Linked DNA regions of Bombyx mori: regions 1 and 3 are each linked to region 2. A link is a contact called in public Hi-C data. All regions are on one chromosome and are shown on one strand. Each heading gives the region's core, a stretch centred on a gene start, on an enhancer-like site or on the middle of the called end of the contact. The rest is flanking DNA. Distances are from core to core; before and after follow the strand shown. Region 1 overlaps LOC101736303 (zinc finger protein 33A). Region 2 overlaps LOC101736030 (nucleolar protein 4). Region 3 holds the start of LOC101736030 (nucleolar protein 4).

Region 1 (3,406 bases), core at 308-2,807, 110 kb before region 2:
AAGCCACGGTGCAATATATGCTTGAAGACATTTGCAAATCCGAATAATTTGAAACGTCACATGATGATACACAGCGACATCAGGGAGTTTGAGTGCGACATCTGCTTTAAAAAGTTTCGCCAAAAAATCACAATGCAAACACATAGATTGACACATGTCCATCCGTTTACATGCTCGAACTGTGACAAAACTTTTCCCACAAGAGATGCTCTAAATAATCACAATGATTCCGGAGAGTGCTCCAAATCAAAAGTCATTAAAGTCAAAGCAGAGCTAATGAAAACCGTTAAACAAGAAGTTACAACTAACCTAGGGAAGTTACTAGGGTATGCCTGTTCGCTATGCAAGAAAATGTTTTCAGTAGAGTCAGCATTGGAACAGCATGTAGAGAGTACCCACATAATTAATCCGACTGAACTACTTTGTTCAGAGTGCGGGGAGGTGCTACCCTCAAAAAAAGATATGCAGATGCATTCCTTGACCCATAAAAACTCAAAATCGAAGAGCATGAAACGCTTTGAGTGCAGCATATGCGGTAAAGGATGCGCTAGCCAAGCAATGTTGCAAATGCATGAACGCGTCCATACAAATGAGAGGCCCTTCCCGTGTCAGCTGTGTTCTTTGAGATTTAAAACCAAAACTCATTTGAGAACACATCAGCTGACACACACGAGAGAGAAAAAATTTGGTTGCTCCATTTGTATGAAATTCTTTGCACTTAAAGGTAATTTAGTTGTTCACTTGAGAACGCACACCGGTGAACGCCCATATGTCTGTTCATTATGCGGGGAAGCATTCATAGATTCTAAATATTTGAAAAAGCATAAATTGAAAAAGCACACCATAGAAAACGTATCACTGAATCAATATGAAAACAATCAATATGCTATTAAATTTGTTTAAACTACATATCTAAGTTAAAATTTAAGTCTTAAGTTTTAGGAATCATAGTGTCTTGCTTGGGTTATTTTTCTTTTGTTTTTTTTTTCTTTAGTTATGAGTGATGTCATTAATAAGAATGTTAAAAACATGAATTAAGCGTTGTTTTTTTTATTCTCTTTAATAAAGGAACACTAGGATATAATAAATCTGTTTCATTTTCGTGGTATAATTCAAAACAAAATTTTAAAAGAATTATTCACTTTTAAAATTTCTAAACCACAAATGACAAATGCTTCGTTATACAAATTATAATTAAACGGCAAATACGGGTTATGTAGCCTCGGCCTTAGGGTGCCGTTAACACTTCTTTAAAGACCACAAAGAAAGTTGTTGTCGTGTGACCGTGTCTAGTAAAGGCTTGCTATTTGGGTCGTAATTGCTGCTACAAATACTAAAAAATAGTATACCTAATCAGTCAAATTAACTCGTTAAAAGTCAGATTATACAAATGTTTGCCAAAGATAATTTACTTAATTAGTGTGCTCACGGCTATGCCAATAAATTAATAATAGTTAAAAATATTCGTTCACAATTTTCTGTGATAAAAAACTTCTAAGACTATAGCCGCCATCTAGTGTTAAAGCGTAAAACTATTTTGGCTTGTTTGTGCAGACTAACTCGTCAAGTTGTTGAGTGGCTGCTGAAATGAATGATATCGCCTTTTAAGACCGGTTAGGTAAACATACATCAAAGTCTCAATCGTATTGGAATAAAGTACCATTCCCTTTCAAACCGGCCATAAAGTCTATAATTCAAAGATAGAGCGATATAAAAGGGGCGTGCTACGCCCACCAGACCGTCCAATAAACATGGGTGAAATTTTGTGAAGTACGTATATTAATCAAAAGATGGCGTGGTAACAGAAATTATATTGATAAAAACTTCTAGTACTTATGATTGCCTAGTACTTTAACCGTTTGTGGGCTAATTTGTGATGGGACACTTTTCTCGAACGTTCGTTTTCTCGACAAAGTGGAGGATGATGATCAATCAATGTTTTTATCGATTTGTCATTTTATTAATATAATTAATTGTACCTAATACGTAATATGTTTTTTCTAATAATATGTATACATACGTATGTACTATATGTAATGTAATGTAATGTTACAAAAAATTTCAAGTATTCCAACAAATTGGCCATTTAAGAAAGGTTAATTTTTCTGTTTGTTTGTAAACTCCTCTTGTCCTCAATATTGTTTTTTAAAATGTCAGATATCAAAAAGAGAATGTGCCTTGCAATTATTATTACAACTAGCGACCCGCCCTCGCTTCGCTTCGGAAACATTAAAACACACATGAAACCAAAAAAAAATTATAAAAAAAAAATTTAAAAAAAGTAGCCTATGTTCATCAGGGACAATGTCGGCTTCTAATGGAAAAATAATTTTTCAAATCGGTCCAGTAGTTTCGGAGCCTATTCGAAACAAACAAACAAACAAATCTTTCCTCTTTATAATATTAGTATAGACAACTTGATAAGACACAGAGAATATTAATAAATATGAATAAACTTAAGAAATATATTTACATAATAAACACACCTAATATTTAAGAACTACTACTACTATTACATCACTATTTCTGTAGTATTGGTACCGTTTTTGAGTTTATTTAGAAACGGAAATAAAAATCTCGTAACATGTTTCTTTCCGTTTCTAAATAAACTCAAAAACCGACGACATCGCTACGGCGGAATTGTGGAGTTCGCGTTTTTTTAAATTCTATAAATGACGTCAATGTAAGTTACGAAAAACTGACAAGCCAATGTACTGGGAACACATAAACGTTAAAAGATATAAAAACCAAATACCTAACAACGACGTGGTTTTAATTCTTGATAAATATGCAAGCCTAGTATATTGTGACTCTAACTAATCGAGAAAGGTCGACGCCGCTGCCGAGCAATCCGCGATGATGAAGAGAAAATTTTTGTTGGAGGTATTGAAAAATATTTCTCTTAAACAAAGAACAAACTATTATTGTTTTTAGGAAAATTCTTATAAATTTTTAATAATATGAGAACTTAGTATTTTTTGTAAGCAAATTGTCCGTAACAAATTAGCAATAAATTGTTCCAAAGTAGAATTTTTTTTGACTAAGTAGGTTAGCCAACATTGACAACCCTTCTCTGTAATTGCACATTAAAATTTACAAATAAAATGTTATTTGGCAAAAATAATTATTTCGACACGTTCATTAAAATTCCCTACAATTACTTGACGACTGAAAACATTTATGTAACGAAAATATTTCTTTGGTCGTCAGCCCATTGTCTCAAAAATACTGCATGACATCTATTGTACATTAGTGATACTAGAGTGATACAAATGTAATCAAATGTTCCTGAAGCGTAAGCTGTTCAAATTAACTACAAAACTCGCATCTCAAATCTACACAATTTGTCGATGCTGTCGAACGCAACGAAAATTTTAATGTTACATTTGCCTCACTCGCTAACAAT
Region 2 (3,317 bases), core at 278-2,777:
CCGTCCGAAAATTCAAACCTACTGATTCGATTTTTTACGTCGCAATGAAACATTGAAGCCATTCCACCTGTTGCTTGCGATACTGTCCCATCGTTCAGTAGCCTAATATAAGTACAATTAGCCTATAGTATAAGCCTATAATAAGTATTACCTTTCATATTTGCCACTGAGTTTCTCGCCGGATCTTCTTAGTAGGTCGCGTTTCCGATCCGGCGGTAGATTCTGCGAAGCACGGTTCGTATTAGCAACATCGTCAAGTTTGAGCCCCGTGAGCTCACCTACTAGCCCGGTGACGCTAATATGGTCTCTCTAAACCAGCGGTCGGGGAACCGGGGTAATTACCCCAAATGGGGTAAGATGAAAATTTGGAAGGTAAAAATGAAACTTTTGTGAGTAGAAAGTATATATATATTGAAGTGAAACTTCTTTCTTTCTTTTCAAAATTATCATGGGAGCTATAATATGAAAGATGCTAAAAAGAAGCGATTTCGTTTTTTTTTTGTTCTTCGCCATGGGGTAATATCAACTTACACAAAAATATTTTAGGGTAATAATTAAAAAAGTTCCCCTACCGCTGCTCTAGACCATCAGCTTAGGTAGGAAAAAAAATCATATTTGACGTAAACTTTATTGATTTCTATTGTAATCGATACGTACCTTTGTAATTGAATTCGTAACAATTTAGTACAACAATAGCTCATTTTATAGAAGAAACGAAAAAATGTAGTGGTAATTAGAATGAATGTAATGCGATAAATAAACCATTAGAGATAGCGGGTCGCATCGAAATGATCTGTAACGCGATTTGTTTTCATAAATCACCCAGGTCACGATTGGACCGCGGGTCGTAATTATCCCATCCCGGGCCGCACGTAATTATCCCGGTCTGGAGCTCGCCCGTAATTACGCGGGCGCCCGGACAAGCCCCGCGACCGGGGTCTCGGCAACGGGCTGATATAATAGTGGCGTCCATTGCTAAGTGCCCATTTAAAGCCGTCTGTATTTGTAAGCATACCGATTCGAAATATTGTAAAACTTATGTTAAACAAAAATATACCTTATGTATAATTGAAATTGGACAAATATTAGAATGTTGTGGTTTTTTGTATTTTGTATGTTAGTATTGCAGTCGGTGTAGAATAATGAGATTTTTTTCGCATATTCTAAGTCTAATTTAATTCTAATCTGCATTGGAATACTACAAGTTTTAGTTGAAGTAATTTTTGAGATGCTTTCGCAGTGCCATCTAGTGTTCCGTTAATGTAGCTTTTGATTTACTCCTGAACTATGTGATCATAGATGGCGTGCTCCACTGTTTTTACGTTTGTAGGAAAGCCAAGTTAGGTTTGATAACTTTACAAAACTCTCTTTTACACACAAGGTAACTAGCTAGCTAGTAATATAAGCGAATTATCATTTAATTATCAAATGTTTTGTTGCAGAATGCGCCGAACCAAGAACCCGTGTACCGAAAAGTAGCCATCGTTGAAAATTTCTTCGACATCATCTACACAGTCCACGTAGAACTTGAAGGAAGACCTGGAAAACATGCAGGACAAAAACGAACATATAGAACGGTAGATATATATATTTTCAAAATATTCGTTTACAAAAAAATTGTTTTCGGGGAAAATTATTTAATTTATATACATCTTAATTAATACAGTCACAATAAGAAATGTATAGTGTAATGTACTAATACAGTATTTTAAATACAAAAAAAACATTTGGCCTCAAAGGTTCAAGTAGAAAGGTAGACTTTGATCCTAAATTAATATTTTTCATGATTAATTAACATAAAAAGCGCCATCTGTTTTTGTCAAGTATAAACACAAGATGTTGCGGAGCTAGAATGTCAGTTGTTACTACAAGCCTCACATAGATGGCGCTATACAGAAAATAACGCATAATGGTTGATAGATGTCGCTAACGCGGAGTGGAACTCATGTATCGAGACATTTTGTTTGATTTTATATTACTTTTAGATTACAGGCGTTTGAGCTTAGCCCCGGCTGATGGTAAAAGGGAACCATAAATAATATACATACTTATCAAAAAAATGTGTGCGTGTACTAGTGTACACACGTAAGAAGTGAAACTTGTTTATGGCCTTATTTTTCGAAAAATGATCTACATTCAAACTTTCTAGAAATTGGTTAAATAAAGTTAAATTAGATAAAGTTTAAACAAAAGGATTTTATTATCATAGACATGAATACAAAAAAGTTAAATTACATAAAGTTTAAACAAAAGGATTTTATTATCATAGACATGAATACAAAACAGATGGCGCGTAACGGAAAAAAGTGACGCGTAACCGAAAAATGTGACGGTAAATTTTTTTCCAACGCCGATAAGGAAGTTTCACTTCAATAATATTAGTGTCAGCTCGAGTGCCCTTCGAGAGACCATTGTTTTATTTTTGCTAAAATTTTAAGTTTGGATTTAGCGAAGTACCTAATAGTGGTGGACAAATATATTAAATACAATTTAAAAAGTTTCGATTCGTAAAACCTAATGTCATTAATATAGCACAGGAAAGTTAATATTATTCGTTATATTGAACAACGTTTTTCAAATATAATTTAAAAGAAAAGAAGAAGATAATGGAGACTGAAACGATTACATACATTTTTGGGCCCGAATGTAACGTGATGAAACTAATATGAATTAATAGATTCAGATTTATCAGTACTTTGCTGAAAATTATAAAAGTTTTCTCAATCTGAGAGCCGAGTTAATAAAGATTTAGTAAAAGTTAGGTTATGTTACAATCTCTTTAAAAGAGCTGAATAATAACTTATTTAAGCTTATGTAAATGTTTATTATATCCATTGGATAATCATTTAAATGTCATATTATGAATGAATATCAATGATATACATATATCAGGTATGGAATATGGAATTGCTATTCCACAATTCACACAGCGATCCATAATTTCAACAATATCCAATGCAACAATTTCAAGTCAAACGTGTGAGCAATCTTCGGTGTCCAGTGTAGAAGCAATTGTCGTACAAGGCTGGCAGAGTTGGAATCCGTAATAATAAAGCAGTGATCGTTGAAAATATAAAAACAGCCCGATAGATACACACTCTAAATGCGTCGAAGATACAAAACGAGTAGAGCAGAAAAAACCAACAAGCGCCAAAAAACAATTGTATAATCTATGAACAAACGTCCTGACTGTCAAAGCTGTCATCAAAAATACAATCGATTTTAATCGATTTGAAATCGATAATCATATTACTTTGTTAAATAATAATAGACTTTTTCTTCATTTATGTGTATAATCGCAATTAAATCCGGCGTAT
Region 3 (3,346 bases), core at 605-3,104, 88 kb before region 2:
CTACTTTCGTTTGCTTGTTTCATAATGAGTTTACGTGGTATTTTTTTCATAAAAAAAGTATTGAGATTGTGATTTTTATTCAAGAAATATTAGCTCCTAAATTATAAGCATACATGTTCGTAGATATATTTATTTATATTTATTGTTGCAGTGCGACTGGCTTAATGAAAACTAAGCGAAGGCTTCTCCTTCTTTGCGGGCTTCATTATGCGCCGCATATGTCCACTGGTAGACATGTGACTCTCCCAAAGCACGCCACACGACCCGATTCTGGGGCCTTTCGTCTCCATCCAATCTATCTCTAGTCTATGGGCTGAGGTAGTCGCTTTTATCACGTAGGCTACAAATGTGTGGGCAACAATCACGTGTTCCGAATTGAAAGCATTTTTTTTCCTAACTGCCAGTAGCTTTGAGCCTACACATCCGACGTCATCGGATGTGTAGGCTCACTGGCTCAACCGGATTTGCTAACACTAGGCCTGAAAAGAGCAGTGATTTGCTGAATCTGTTTATCACTGAGAAGATCCAGCGAGAAACTCAATGGGTTTTCAATGCAACAAAAAATCGAATGAGAAAGTGATGCTTGACTGGTTTGTCTTTACTTATTTATCTAAATGTTAATGCAGCACATAGACATCACAGCATGAACAACATAAGGTGGCAGACACATTTTACGTCGTGTAAATAAATCTGTTGCCCATCCTTCAAACCCCAAAACAAAACTACTTATTCGCAAAAATAGGCAAGATAGAGAAGTAAGAGTTCAGTTTTTTATATAGTATTTATCAATTTTTATTAGTCACACAGTTTTTTTACTGCACTAATTTGAATTTAATGTAGGTCCTGTATATTGGATAAAACACCACTGTTTTTTTTGTTTAGATGGGTGGACGAGCTCACAGCCCACCTGGTGTTAAATGGTTACTGGAGCCCATAGACATCTACAACGTAAATGCGCCACCCACTTTGAGATATAAGTTCTAAGGTCTTAGTATAGTTACAACGGCTGCCCCAAACTTCAAACCGTAACGCATTCCTGCTTCACGGCAGAAATAGGCGGGGTGGTGGGAGGTCCTACCACCAGTAACGACTTTTCATCACGACTTTATAACTTTATTGGTTATGTGAGAATAAAATTGAATATTGGAGATTTATTAAAAAAACATTGCATTACAAGTTCTGTGATACTATTAGTAAAGTGGTAGTTCTAATATTTTTCAGTAGCTATGTTATAAAACACTCTGTGGTGCTAGACTCATGGACAATTAGCGCGGGACCGTCCCGCACGTGCCGCGTCGCCGGCCCGCACACGAACTGGGTTGCCGGTACAATAAGTTTCAAATTCCGACTAGTTCAGAGCTTTGTGACGGCCAACTGCACAACATGCAGTTGCTTCTCAAAATATATTTTATTTGGATTTGTTTGTGATGTATACGTTTTAAAAAGGCTGATAAGATACTGATACGGTTGAAATAGTTCTAGCGTACATCAGCAGTTAACGCACTTTTTAATAAAATCAATTTATTTATTATAAAAAAAGAAGACAATATTCCTAACCTAAAAGTACATGTTATTATCCGCAACATGCTTCGTCAGACTTTTTAATTAACAGTACTCAATTTCAAATGAGTAATTAACGTTGCTCAGTTGTAGTTCATCGAATGTCTTTTTAAAAATAGCTTATGCTAAAAAAAATGTTTAATTGAAAACATTTTAAAAATTGTAAGAAATTTTCTTAAAAACTAAAAAGTTAAAAGTATTTTTAATTTTTTTTGTTCTAACTTGTTACTTGGGATAATGGTCAAAAGATTCAATTCAAAACTGGGAAATTAAACTGGTAACACCTTCGCATCAGTGCACCGCGCGCGCGACTAGCGGGCGGTCGTGTATGAGAGGAACAGCGTTTCGCTCTGTTTTCCCGCGACGCGAACTACGTACGACAATAAGATTAGTGACTTTAAACCCAAATTCAGTTAGAAATATACTTTTTAATATTATAGTGTTGAGCAACAACTTTATAATACACTTTAGGTATGTTTACTTAATTTAAAAAGCAGTATTTTACTTATAACTACACGCAGATACTTTGGTACTTTTGTCTTAAATTCTATGATTTCCCTCAAGTTTACAACTAGATTTTATAATTCCGTTTTCTAGTATTTGCTGATTTTTAATAGGCCTGTCTTTGGGTAGGGCACTAATTTTTCGTAGCTCAAGGTAATTTGATTAGTCGAGGGAGAAGTCTAAACTTGATTAATCCGACACTTGGCGCGCACTAATAATAATCCTGTACTCGAAATAAAGTTTATTGTAACATGCACCGGTGCTGAATTATTATTTGTGAAACTAATTATTTATTAGTTTATTTATAGGTTATATAAATAACAATCGAAACGAATAGTACTTGTTTCAATTTAAGTTTAAAAAAAAAGGCTATAACCACCTTTTTTGTAAGAACTGTTTAAAAATAATAAAAATTCGTTTACAACAAATTTAAAATAAATGATTTTGGTATAGAAACCTTTTTTGCTTACCTAATCGCACTAGCTTCGAGGGGCTATTCTGGCTTCGCAGTGGGTGGCGGACGAGATTAAAAAGCTAAGAGCAATGCTTCGTTGAATATACTACCAGAAAGCAATCACGACCCACTGAAAATATCATTCGAGAAACTCACTGTGTTACTAAACACCTATTCACTAGCCAGTACGTTTCATTCGATCTCCCTCATTAAATTCGCTAAATGTAATATGAGTGAGGTTTTAGGTACATGGTAAGGCGTTTAAAACGTTACGTAAATTGACGAAGGCAATTCGGACGGTCGTCACACAGTACCGGCCGCTTCGGATCCCAGTGTTAATATCCACACCGGACCGTGGTGACAAATGAAGAGCACGCGATGAGGGGACCTGAACCGAGAATGGGGTCCGACAAACACGGGCTGATAGATACGAGTCTGACCTCCGACTTGTGTTTCTATAGCTCTCCTAAAGAAAGAAAGAAATCATTTATTCGCTAAGCATAGTGAAAATGAGTTATTACATAAGTTAAAAGCAGCGTGTATGTTTTGTCATTATTCAAATAATGCGAATTTTAGTGCAGTGCAAGATATTATGATTTTTTTTTTTTTATTGCTTAGATGCGTGGACGAGCTCACAGCCCACCTGATATTAAGTGGTTACTGGAGCCCATAGACATCTACAACGTAAATGCGCCACCCACCTTGAGATGTAAGTTCTAAGGTCTCAGTATAGTTAAAACGGCTGCCCCACCCTTCAAACCGAAACGCATTACTGCTTCACGGCAGAAATAGGCGGGGCGGTGGTACCTACCCGTGCGGACTCACAAG

Evidence for each region. A called contact is a pair of places that touch in the nucleus more often than the background predicts.
Region 1: a contact with region 2 is called in a Hi-C map of posterior silk gland, with 2.4 times the contacts expected there. The contact joins two enhancer-like sites. A contact is called at or near these places in 2 of 7 Hi-C or Micro-C datasets (middle silk gland and posterior silk gland).
Region 3: a Hi-C map of whole pupa shows a contact between it and region 2, with 3 times the contacts expected there. The contact joins the promoter of LOC101736030 here to the enhancer-like site in region 2. A contact is called at or near these places in 2 of 7 Hi-C or Micro-C datasets (middle silk gland and whole pupa).

The regions. Positions count from the first base shown.
Region 1 is chr20:3,560,807-3,564,212 of ASM3026992v2, reverse strand. LOC101736303 (zinc finger protein 33A) reads left to right here. Exons shown (of 3, transcript XM_021351528.3): 3 at 1-1,088. The coding sequence ends at 903. Among protein-coding and RNA genes, the nearest start is that of LOC101736303, 5.0 kb to the left of the region's middle. Within about 2 kb of position 1,557, at least 8 of the 8 cell types and tissues checked have open chromatin away from gene starts, as enhancers often do.
Region 2 is chr20:3,455,836-3,459,152 of ASM3026992v2, reverse strand. It overlaps LOC101736030 (nucleolar protein 4), which reads left to right. Exons shown (of 15, transcript XM_021351517.2): 3 at 1,443-1,577. Among protein-coding and RNA genes, the nearest start is that of LOC101736167, 47 kb to the left of the region's middle. Within about 2 kb of position 1,527, at least 8 of the 8 cell types and tissues checked have open chromatin away from gene starts, as enhancers often do.
Region 3 is chr20:3,544,305-3,547,650 of ASM3026992v2, reverse strand. It overlaps LOC101736030 (nucleolar protein 4), which reads left to right and starts at 1,854. Exons shown (of 15, transcript XM_021351517.2): 1 at 1,854-2,031.